Linked DNA regions of Mus musculus: region 1 is linked to region 2. Evidence: chromatin contacts called from public Hi-C data. All regions are on one chromosome and are shown on one strand. Each heading gives the region's core, a stretch centred on a gene start, on an enhancer-like site or on the middle of the called end of the contact. The rest is flanking DNA. Distances are from core to core; before and after follow the strand shown. Region 1 has its middle 42 kb from the start of Gm31813. Region 2 overlaps 7530428D23Rik (RIKEN cDNA 7530428D23 gene).

What was found. A called contact is a pair of places that touch in the nucleus more often than the background predicts.
Region 1: a contact with region 2 is called in a Hi-C map of liver, with 4 times the contacts expected there. The contact joins two enhancer-like sites. A contact is called at or near these places in 5 of 484 Hi-C or Micro-C datasets (conventional type 1 dendritic cells, granulosa cells, liver and 2 more).

What each region holds. Positions count from the first base shown.
Region 1 is chr3:22,003,003-22,009,357 of GRCm38.p6, reverse strand. No RefSeq gene overlaps it. Among named protein-coding and RNA genes, the nearest start is that of Gm31813, 42 kb to the right of the region's middle. Within about 2 kb of position 2,502, at least 24 of the 459 cell types and tissues checked have an H3K27ac peak or open chromatin away from gene starts, as enhancers often do. A contact at or near this core is called in liver, where this site is marked.
Region 2 is chr3:21,790,481-21,796,538 of GRCm38.p6, reverse strand. The region is part of intron 1 of 7530428D23Rik (RIKEN cDNA 7530428D23 gene); the gene reads left to right. Among named protein-coding and RNA genes, the nearest start is that of 7530428D23Rik, 7.3 kb to the left of the region's middle. Within about 2 kb of position 4,073, at least 13 of the 459 cell types and tissues checked have an H3K27ac peak or open chromatin away from gene starts, as enhancers often do. A contact at or near this core is called in liver, where this site is marked.

The DNA.
Region 1 (6,355 bases), core at 1,253-3,752, 210 kb before region 2:
ACATACACACTCTGGGAAAACCACTTATACACATTAAATAAGTAAGTAAGGAAATAAATAAACAAATAATGAAACAAAACTTTAGAGAGTCTGGTTGTGCTGATGCACTTTTATAAACTTAGTGGTAGAAATATCTATCATCTATCTATCTATCTATCTATCTATCTATCTATCTATCTATCTATCTCAAAATCCTGGGATTCAGGAATCACTCCCCTATCCTGCTAGACAAACACTAGGGCACTGAACTGAGAGACTGAATTTCAGCACCCAGCCCCCAAAAGATATGAAAGTACACTCATACAAATTAACCAAAAAAAAAAAAAAAAAAAAAAGAAGAAGAAGAAAGAAAGAAAGAAAGAAAGAAAGAAAGAAAGAAAGAAAAGTAAAAAATTAAGAAGAGGTACACAGAACTTGAGGAAGGAAGCCCAAGGTTGTCTTTTGGCTTCCATGTGTATATATGTATACTCCTCCACTACATATACATCATATACATATACACAAGTATGTAAATTAATTAATTAATTAATAACTTCACAGCCACACCCTGACCTCCACTGAACTAAATATCGGGGTACAGTTTATCTAGGTAAGTTGACACATGAAATTAACTATCATCCTGTCTTTGCTTCTATAATAGTAGAGCACAGCTAATCGGGATTTTTTTTTTTTTTTACCCCATGTGAACTTCTACTTTTGGTAATTAGTAACTTGGTCTTCCCAGACTTGCCTAGCTCCTCCTTCTCATGTGACCACAGTTCTCTAAAACATCATCAGATAAGCATTTCTCGAGAGCAAGGCTACTTAGCTTCAAGTTTGCTATAATTACCATGCTGCTCAAAGTTCTTACCTGAAAATAACCGAGTTCACCCAGGCTGGTTTTAGTTGCAATGGGCTTAATAAAGGCTCATGGGATCGTACAGGAAGCGAAGAGAAATGCTGTTGCCATGAAGTCATACTGAAGAAAGAGCCTCATGAGAGCTGCTGCCCCATTGCTGCTAGCTCCAGACCAAGTTCTGAGCTAAGGCAGATGTTCCTAAGCCCAAGATCTATGCATGATGTTCTGGGAGTTGATTATTTACAGGGAAAATGAGCATAGTTGTTCATCTTTTTTCACTCTAGGCTGATGAATTAATTACATGATGGGAACCCTTCACTGTCAACTCAATGCCAGGGCTCAAAAAAACTGGAGACAAGGCTCACTTAATAACCTGTGACTCCTCTCTGCACTTCTCACCCCACCCCCTACCCTATACCTTTCTAGCCCAGGGCCTGGCTTTGGATTCCCGTTCCTCAACTTTTCTTTCCTCTATAAAACCTGCACTTGACCTCTTGGTCCTCTGCTCTTGGCTCCTGGTCCTCTCTCTTGACCTTTAACCTTTTCACCTTCTTACTCACTCAGTCTGGACTGTTCCAGATGCCTCTGACTGCTCTCTCCCTCATATCTATAAGCGAACCTTTGTCCTCAAACACATGTAGGAGCCAGTCATACTCTCATTGTCATTCACTCAACCGGACTCAGAATCACCTATGTCCTAGGAGACTGTTAAGTGTATGTCTATGAAAAAGCGAAGAAGCTCCCAGCCTGACCGTGGGCAGCTCCATCCCATGGGCTGGAGTCCCGGACGGAATGGAAGAAGGGAAAGGAAGCTGAGCTGACACACCTCTGCATCCCAGACAGCCACTCAGGAGCCGTTCTGCCCAACAATTCTCCCTGCCCGATACACTGAACTTTCTGAAAAAAGGAATCCTCCCCCCCTCCCCTGACACAGCAATAGGCTTTTGCTTTTTGTTTGTTTGTTTGTTTGTTTTCGAGACAGGGTTTCTCTGTATAGTCCTGGCTGTCCTGGAACTCACTTTGTAGACCAGGCTGGCTTCAAACTCAGAAATCTGCCTGCCTCTGCCTCCCAAGTGCTGGAATTAAAGGCGTGCACCACCACCGCCCAACTTTTTTGCTTTGTTTTTGAGAACAGGTCTTACTATATAACTCTATATATACTGGAACTCGCTAGGTTGGTGAGGCTCACCTTGAACTCAAAGAAATCTGCCTGCCTCTGCCTACAAAGGGCTGGCATTAAAGGGGAATGCCAGGGCCAAGAAGTGGGGAGTGGGTGGGTAGGGGAGCAGGGGGGGGGAGAGTATAGGGATAGTATTTGAAATGTATATAAAGAAAATATCTAATAAATAAAATTTAAAACAGCTAGGTCACAGACTCTTACCTATTTTAGAACTCTGTAGGAAGCATTCTAAAATGCTCCCTAAGATTCTGTCCTGTGGCATGCAAGCTCACCACCTGAGAATATTGACAGTGATGGACACAAAGGCCTAGATTTCTGAGGCTCCAGAATGAGATTATAAGTGGCTGTCCTTGGGTGACTGGCAAATGTTGTCCTAGGTGGGTCATACTGAATCAAATCAGCGATTTGCTTAGTTAGTTGGCTGTCTTTGGTTTTTTTGGTTTTGGTCGAATCAGAGTCTCTTAAAGGCCATGTTTGTTTGGAACTTGCTGTGGCCAAGTTTCACTTGAAAGACCTTGGACTCTGGATCTGTGTGGCCATGTCTTCTCTGGAGTGCTAAGATAACAAGTATCTTTTGCTTTGTTTTTTTTTGTCTGTTTTGTTTTGTTTTGTTTTAAGATAAGATCTTTCTATGTAGCTCAAACTGGCTTCAGGCAGATCTTCCTGTCTCAGCCTCTTGAATACTGGGGTTTCAATTGTGTACCTCACTTCTAGCCAAATAATAACTGCCTCTCTCTCTCCCTCTCCTTTTCCCACTCCCTCTGTTATTCATGTATATAATGTATGCATAGGAATGCATGAATGTGTGCCTCTGGGTATACATGTAGAGGTGAGAGCAAGATGTTCAGTGTCTTCCTATAGTTTTTTACAGGAAACATTTTAGCAAAGCTGGCTGGCTCTTGGAATTTGCTTGTCTGGGCCCTTCCAATGCCAGAGTTAAGTGCAAGAACTCTTACCCACTGGGCCATTCCCCCAGCTCCTAAATGAGCTCTTTAGAAAGTGAAGCATCCATGAAATGCTCTTGGGCTGGAAGATAAGCACACAGTTGAAAGAAAGCCAGGACTTAGCCCTCTGCCAAAGGAACAGGATTTGACTGACATTCAGAGAGAGCTTAGAAGAAAGCTTGACCCTGAATGCAGCTTGCCTGATGCCTAACTGCAGCCTTGTGAGGTCTTAAGCGTATGTTCCAATGTGCTCTCCCAGCCTCCCAGCAACCTGACTCTAAGTAGGAGGTGATACTTGCGTATTTATTGCTTTAGCCACTGGAGTTGGTGATAATTCTGTACACACAATAGAAAATGATTTCAGAGAAGTTTGGATCCATCAGTGAGATAGTTTCTAGTGGCATAAAGATGCTGTAAGACTCTGTCAAGCCTTAGCTTACTGACGACCCCCCTGGGTGAACCACGTGGAGCTGGAATCGATGCAAAAGCAAGAGGAATATTATTTAATTCAGCATGCTGGGGGTCACCCTGCACATAGGACGAGAACGATCCCACGCAGCCCATCCAGTGAGCCTTTATACAGTTCTCAGGGCCACTGCCATTAAGCACAATATGATTGGCAGAACAGTGTGATTTTTAAACTGATTGGTCTATAGGGAATGAGGTGGCCAACGGTCTCAGAATGTGTCTACAAGCTCTGGTGGTTGGTCCCTCCTCTCCGTGGTCTGAGGAATGTAATTAGTCCCTCCCTTCCAGAGGGGAGTGGTGCCTATGTTCTTTATGGCCTTTCTCTTCCAGGAGGGGCGGGGTCCGTTGGAATTTTCTAACTTCTGAGCTGACCTCTTCAATGCCTCTTCAAATCTATTTATTTATCGGAAGTAGAGACATTAAATCTTTTAAAAGTGTTTTTATTTTATGTGTATGAATGTTTGCGTATATGTATGTATGCACAAGGTGTGTGTGCCACAAAGGCTAGCAGTAGGCATTGGATACTCAAGGATTGTAATTATAGATGGTGTGAATGTTCCTGGGGTTACTGGAAACTGAACTCAGGTCCTTTACAAAAATAGTAAGTGCTCTTAACTACTTAGCCATCACTCCTGTCCCTAGAGACATTTTAAAAAATAGGGACACAAAAGAAGTATTTATGCAGTAATGTATTCACAAGCCTACTGAATTCTTCTTGTTTTTAAGTATAGGATTCTTATGCTCTGACCAGTGATTAAAAGAAAGAATCAAAGCCTAGACTAAAATCTAGGCTAGTCAGTCCCACAACCTGCCTCCAGGTCCTAGTATCTGTTACAAAGCTTGGACAGAACTGATACATTTTCAATAGTCGCTCATATCAAATATGTGTAACTTTGTTTTAATGGCAGTGGACCGCAGGGCCTTGAGATGCTAGGAAACACTCCACTGTTAATCTATACCCTCATTCCCCTTTTTACTTTGTACACTTGGAGACAGATTCTCACTTACTTGCCCAGACTGACCTTGAACTCAGACTGTAGTCAAGACAGGCCCTGAATTTGTAATTCTCCTGCCTGTTGAATAGCTGAGATTACAGGCTTGTGCCTGACCTGGCAAAAGTCTCATTCTTGATATTTTTTGTACTTTTTTTTTTTTTTGGTCTTGTGTTGGCTTTTTCTCCCTTTTCATGTTTTTATTAATTATGTGCAATTCTGTATTTTGTTATGACATTTGTTTATTATACCCACCGATCATTACCCTCTGATGTCCCCTTCCCACATATGATGATCTCTGTTCTCCTAGGCCTCTTTTATTTTCATGCCCTCTTTCCTTTCTGTGTTTCTTAATAAGTTTAGCTAGGGTTGCTTATAGGAGCACGAGCATTATACTATTCATCATTGAAGCCTAGCCTTCTCTCCCTTAGCAACCATTTCCTGCCTCAGGAAAAAGCAGATTGTCATGAATCCCTTCCACTTCCATGACAGGATCATAATAGGGCCAATCTTGTGCAGATTTTATTCAGATAATCCCAGCCACTATGAGTTCCGAAGTGACATGACCAAGTCATTTCCAGAGGGCAGGGTCCCACAACACTTCACTCCTTCCTCAAGTTCTTAGCTTCTTTTTACTCTCCTTTCTGCAAAGTTCTGAGCTGTGAAAAGGCTGGTATAAATATTCTGTTTATGGCTGGGTATTCAACAAACAACCTTTGACTATGAATCTCTCCATTAAGTGCAGCCCATTGTAAAAAGAAGTTTCTCTGATGAAAGCTAAGAGCAACAGTAATCTATAGGCATACAAGCTATTATTCAGAAGGTAACACAATGAGCACGTTATAGCCATTTAGCAGAACCACAGCTATAGTTTCTCTATATGAGTTTGTGTCATTCCCCACCCCACAGCCATCTCTTTGACCAGTTTTACAGTATCAGAAACGGATGGATTCCTTTCTAGGCAGTGGCCTCTGTTTCAATCAGAAAGTGGCTAGATTCCCCCAACAGAACTGCTTCTAGGGCTTGATCTCTATCTTGGAGATCCTCTTAACCATGCTGGAGCTCTGTCGGTCCATGAATGGGTGATCTTCTTGCCTCAGCTACCCAAGTGCTCCAGGATTGCAGGAACACACTGGTAACAGCTCGCTTTCTGCTTTCTTCAACATCTTCAGTTCAGAGGCTCCTCTGGTTTCCATTATAAAACCTAAGACCCATGCCCTTGAGTGCACATGATCCTGAGCACAGAGCTCTCATGAAAAAACAAAGCTAAATAAAACAATAAAACAGAATATTTTATGTACTTGACAATATCTAAGGGAAAATCATATATGCATGCTGGGGGAGGGCAAATTAGTTTTACTGAAAGAAGTGAAAAATGGATGTTTTTGTCTTTTAAGGTAGCTAAATCATAGTTTTGAAGGACTGATCTACTTCACCAACAGATTATTTTATTTCAGATGCTGTTTAAAATACCTAATGGCTGGATGGCAGAGGGTTTAGCCATGTTTTGTAGGCCTAACCCAATATGATGTGATGGTTTGTATATAGTTGGCCCAGGGAGTGGCAATATTAGAAGGTGTGGGCCTGTTGGAGTAGGTGTGGCCTTGTTGGACTAGGTGTATCACTGTGGGTGTGGGCTTTAAGACCCTCATCTTAAACTGCTTGAAAGTCGGTATTCTGCTAGCAGCCTTCAGATGAAGACATAGAACACTTAGCATCCCCTGCACTATGCTTGCCTTGCCGATACCTCGCTGCCACCTTGATGATAATGGACTGAACCTATGAACCTGTAAGCCAGCCCCAATTAAATGTTGTCTTTATAAGACTTGCCTTGGGGGACTGGTTAGATGGCTCAGAGAGAAAGAGCACCGACTACTCTTCCGAAGGTCCTGAGTTCAAATCTCAGCAACCACATGGTGGCTCACAACCATCC
Region 2 (6,058 bases), core at 2,824-5,323:
GAGAGAGAGAGAGAGAGAGATCTATTTTAATATGCCCTAAGCAGCACAATAGTGGAGTCACTTTCAAACCTCCATGAGGCTAGCAGACTCTTCCTTCCAATATTCTTGAATTATTACTTACTAAAACCTATATTCCATCCTGGCCACCCTGGCCTACAGCCCTCCTGGGCCACAGTCTCCTACTCTTACATGGTGGCTGTCTTTCTGTCCTGCACATCTCAGGACTGATCTTTCTGTTTCCTTAGCACGGCAGTTCTAAATCCTTCTTCTTCACTGGGTTCCCTTCCCTGGGAAATCTAAAGTCCTGCCTGTCACTCTGCCCAACTATTAGCTGCTGGCAACTTTATTTACCAATTAGAGCCAACTGGGGGGCAGGCACCCATAGCATCTTACATGTAGACATGTGGATTGCTGTGTAATTTGGGAATCCAATTAACATAATATAAACCAAATTCATAGCAAATAGCAGTAACTTTATCAAAGTATTCTATTATTAGTGATTCATTCTACAGGATACTTACAGAATCATAGGATGGAAACCCGTGTTTTGCTAATATCCTATCCACCAGTGTAATATATCCAGTTCTTCTCCAGCTTATAGAAAGATAAATTTCAATGTCTTTGTTGTTGTAAACTTTCTTTCAGTAAACCTTTTTTTTTTTTTGTAAAGAGTTTTTATTATTTCTTTTAAAAACCCTTTGTATTTATTTACATTTGTTGTTTTTTCAAGTTGTCACAGAAAGCATTGCATTTCACTGTGGCATCTTCACACATGTGTGCCACAATTTTTTGTTCTCATTTATTTCCTTCGACCGTTGTACTCCACCCCATGTACCCGCCATTGCCTGTTTCTCTTTTCTATGTTTATTTTTAGTAAAAAAAACCTAAACATTTCTGAACAATTCCTTCATAAATTTTTGATTAAATATTTCTAACTTGTTTGAACAAGTTCAGCCAAGATTTGGCATTTGTTTATTTTAAAAAACATGACCTCATGATAAGACTCTTGGTTATACTAGAAAATACATTTCTTTTATCAAACTGACCATAAGTAGCAAAGTAAAAATGTATGTATTAGCATGCTGAATACTTTCTTATTTTCATGCAGAGCAAGAGAGATATTATGTAGTTAAATCACTTTATGGATAGTTATACATTTATTTGTAAAACTGGAAAACCACAGCATTTCGTAGTGGAAGATCCTAGCTTGAGTTTCACTGTTGTTCATTTGTTTTTACTTTTGTCATTATTTGTTTTCTTCCTGAGATAGAGTTCCTCTATGTATTCAAGGCTTTCTGATCTCCTGTTCAGCCTCCCAAGTACTAAAAGTGACGAAGTGTGCCACCATGCCAGGTTGATGCAGTTCTAGGGATGAAACCCAGCATTGTGTGCATATTTGGGAAGCTATATCCTGGAAATCTCCTTCCTAGTTTCTTTCCTATGAGGAAGAAATGAAGTCTAGCTCAAGGTAATATTGCTAGGGGTTATCTTATCCAGCTAATTACTATCTGAACAGGCTTATATAGTATTACATTAACCTATAAAATAATCAGCCAAAGGTTTATAACATGATTCTTAGAAACCTAGGCACATAGGACATGTGAGAACATTGAGTGTCACTGGCGATATTTAATTTGCTTAAAATTACATAGAGAGGGCCATTGTGCTCTTGGAGGTCTTTGTTACAGATTCAGTAGCCTTGGTAAACGTGGAGATTACAGATACAATGCTAGCATGTGGGAGAGTGAATTTTTTGGGTAAAGGAAGGTCTTACTAATGATTAACACACAGGAAAGGTAGCAGATCATATGACTAAAACTGAAACAGTTTCACCAAGGGTTATGGCTTATTCTCTACTCTTTTCAATTTAACTGCTGAATAAAAATTGCTCTCTTGGTATTATCATGGCTTATTTCAGTGCTCTGAGCATCTAATCTTATCATGCACATCTTGACATAAAATGCTACATGTTTTATCTGACACATGCATGACAGGTAATATAGCCTGTGCTTATAAATGTATCAGCATCCTAGCAAGTAGGTACACAAGAGTAGCCCTTAAAGCTCTTGAGGATAATAATCTTTGAGTATCATGGAAACTTTTTTTTAAGGTGAATTCCTACACCCAATATAAACACATATTAAAAGGGAAAAGGTGGGGCTAGCAAGATGCCTCAGCTAGTAAAGGTGTATTCTGTAACAACTGGTGACTTCAGGGTATTCTGTGACAACTGATGACCTCAGTTTACCACATGGTAAAAGGAGAGAACCAACTCTGGCAAGTTCTCTTCTAACCTCCATACACATGTGTCAATCATCTCTGTCTCTATCTCTGTCTCTTACACACACTCTTGTACACACATACACAGTAAGTAAATACATACATGTTTCAAAATAGAATTCAAATTAAGTTTTTACCTGAGAGTAAGAGTAGGTGAAGAGATAAGAACCAATTGCACAAACAGGGGAGATGGCTCAGTACTTAAGTGTGATGATGAGGACCAGAAGTCTGACTCCCAGCATCTATGTAGAAAGTCAGGCACTATTGCACGGACATGAAAGTTCATTGGTCAGAAAGCTTATATAAAAGGGTATGTTTTTCAAAACATTCAAACATTATTTGTATTAGCATCCAACCTCAGTGATCTAGTGGAGGGCTGGAGGATGTATTTTTTGAAGGAATTTTTAGCTACTTATTATGTAGGCCACAGTAAGCTGAAAATAGATTCTGGTGTATGTTTGTTGATAGGTAATAAAATCACAATTTGATTGAGTTATGGAGTTAATTGTTTCTGACAATAATTGTATATGAAGACATTTATTTTCACCAGTAGGAAGTTTTATTTTGAGAAATTTGCAAGTTCAAACTGAAGGGCTTGTTTGAAGGCACAGTTTGAGAGAGTAACTCAAAGATAATTACATGTTTTTGACATTCCGGAAGCCAAAGGCTGGGAAGGAACAAGAAGACACACAATATAAATGGCCTGTGTTTCATGGACTGTTACAGGGTTTCTTCAGGGTCTCAATATGCACTTTGAAAATAGGCAACTGTGTATTCTGCATTCAGTAGCACAGAAAACACTCATTTTCACTGACTTTTTGTACACCAGCTTGTAAGTTGAGGTTTTAGGATTCTGTCAGTGCCTGATCATCTCAACAGATTGGGTAAGGAAAAGGAGAAGTAAAGCTAAATGAAAAAAATTCTAACCTTTTATGTCTTATTGCAATTTAAAAATACTAATTTTTAAGAATTCCATAGACGCATATAATGTATTTTGATCACATTCACCCATACCCCCCCCCCCCCTTCCCAGGTTGAGCATTTTTGGGAGCAAGTCTGGCGTAAAAGTACATTGTTGACATGGCCATGTCAAGGATTCCAATGCCTCAGCCCGTGGAGGTAGCAGAGTGTTCCTGGGAGGCTCAGAGGATTACACAGCCTTCCTCAGTTCTTCATGTGGATGTGGCCAGTGTGCATAGACTTCTCCTCTTGGATGTTTATGTCCTGAAGACTGCTGTCCAACAGCCATTACTCATACTGAGATTTGCTAAGCCGTCTTCTTGTTCAGATGTGTATAACAACGCGACGCGTCCTCCTGTTTCTCTGTATGTAATAACCAACCTTCTTGTTCAGCTGCGTGTATTAACTTTCCTGTACAACTGTATGCAATAAACAAGCTGAGCTTTTGTGGTGCTGTGACTTTTTCACCATAGAGCCTGACTCTACCTTGGCTTCCGTGTGTCTATGTGGTCTCCCTTTTTATACTACTTTTATTCTTCTGAGATAATAATATAATCATCTCATCTCCCCCTTTACTTCCCAACTCTTCCTTTGCCCTTTTTCAATTTCATGGCCTCTTTTTTATTATTAATTTTTACTATATACATACATGTACAGACACACATACACACACACACAGAAGTGGGGGAGGGAAAAAGAGAACTCTACCCTAACACCACACCTAGCTGATTTTAGGTAAGTTCCGAGGGATCAAACTTGAGTCCTTATACTTCCAGGCAAACACTTTCTCATTTGAACTTTGCTCAGTCATTTTGGGAGTGTTAAAATCTTCTTCAGAGCCATTTCTAGTTAATCATTAGCAAGTGCTCCTTTTACTAGATAGCTTCTAACAGATAAAGCAAAGCCACTCCTCACGAACTTCTCTGTGATCAAAAGGAATAAAGCAGCTGCTTGTGAATGCTGCTGGTGTCCACGAATGGTACAATGCTGGGACTTCCAATCTCATCATTCATTTCCCTTTTAATATGCTACCAACCTCAATGTGTGCTCCTCTGTGCAATGCAGAAGAGTACACACTCACTAGCGTGGTGCCACTCTTGGTTCCCTTCTCTTTCAAACAGCTCCAAAAACACTGTTATCAGGAGCCAAGGCCACTTACCCAGCTCTTTGCCAACACACTGCATTAATGGTAATGCATGACAATGATTGGAAATAGGTTGTTTTTAAATTATAGAGTAAAAGCTTAGAATATTTACATAAAGTGAGGAAACCAAATATCAGCAGAGATGTACTCTGAGCTTTTTAGAGTGTTGAAGACTGGTTACTTTTTAAGCAAGGTTTTTTTTTGTTTTTTGTTTTGTTTTGTTTTTTACGTTAGTTAAGTTACTCTGTGTGGGCATGGGTGTAAGTGTGAAGGTCTTACCACAGGACCTTCACAAGAGGACACCTTACCAGAGTCAGTTCTCTCCTTTTACTATTTGAGTCCCAGGGATTAAACTCAGCCATCAGACTTAGAGACAAGCACCTTTACCTGCTGAGTTGTCTTGTTGGCCCAGACTGATCACTCTGCCTATAGAACTTAGTTACTACCTTTACGGAAATGTCACAGACTTCCTGGAGAAACTCATTTGCCCTCTGATATTGGCTGTGCATGTTCCCAGGCATTGTGGCCATGATCTTGCCAGTGTTTGCCAAGGTCCTTCTTGGATCAGGTGTGGCAGCATGACCATTTAGAGTTACTCAATCAGAGTGTCCAGGTTGGAATTGCTGCAGGTTGTGTTCTTGTGCTAATTATGTTACTTAAAACCTGTTTGCAATGTCCTGCACATAGGACTAAATGGAGCCTGTCCCTAGTTGTTTTTTGACTGGTCAATAATGTTACTGAAAGCCAATGGCTGGACAGAGACACAGAGGCAGGACTTTTAGGATTCTAGGGAAGGGACCAGGGAAGGCCGAAGAGGAGATTCTGCCATGATGAAGGCATAGGAGATAGACCAGGCTGGAAGGGTGTAGGAGGGTAAGACCACCAGCATGTAAGTGCAGGGCAAAAACAGCTTCAGGAGAGCTGCACAGCAGGGTCCAGTGGAGCAAAGACAAAAATATAGATTTAGTAAGTATTAACTCAGGAATATCATATAGGAACTGTATATGTTAGACAGTTAGGGAGTTAGGGAGTGGCCCAGTCATGTTGTTTAAGGTAAGTAAAATATAAGGCTATGTGTGTGTATCTTCTTTTGAGAATCCAGAACATTGGGGTGATAGTGAGAAGCACTCACACACCTGCCAGGAACCATAGAATGGATTGAAATACTATCTATTAAGGAATTATGCTCCGAACTCACTCTCACAATCACAGAATAGCCTCTTAGACTCTCTGGAGGAAAGGTGTACTTCTGAGGAGTGTTGACTTAGTAAAGAAGCCCAGAGTTTGCAGTTTGGGGGAAGTAACCTGTTTAGCTCTTTGATTTTCCACTAAGTGACAAGATAAATAGAAGCTTGTTTAAATCCAGAGTGGCACTATACCCTTGAAGGCTTTGAGTCAAGAGTATTTTCCCTGTACACTTCAGGGACTCAAATTCCTTCCCAAATAAAGGAAGCAGATGAATAATTGCAGGCTGTTGAAAATGCGTGGTGGCTATCAGAGTGTTGAGTCTTCACTGAGGCAGAGTTGGAAGGGTCAGAGAATCAGTGGTGACCTGGGCTGTTATGAGGTTCTCTGAGACTAGACAGGCTGTCTTGGTAGGCCTAAATAACATCTCCATTTAATCCTGGGAGCTAAAGCAGAAATGGGAAGGGCCAAGTGTGAGATCAGTGGAGG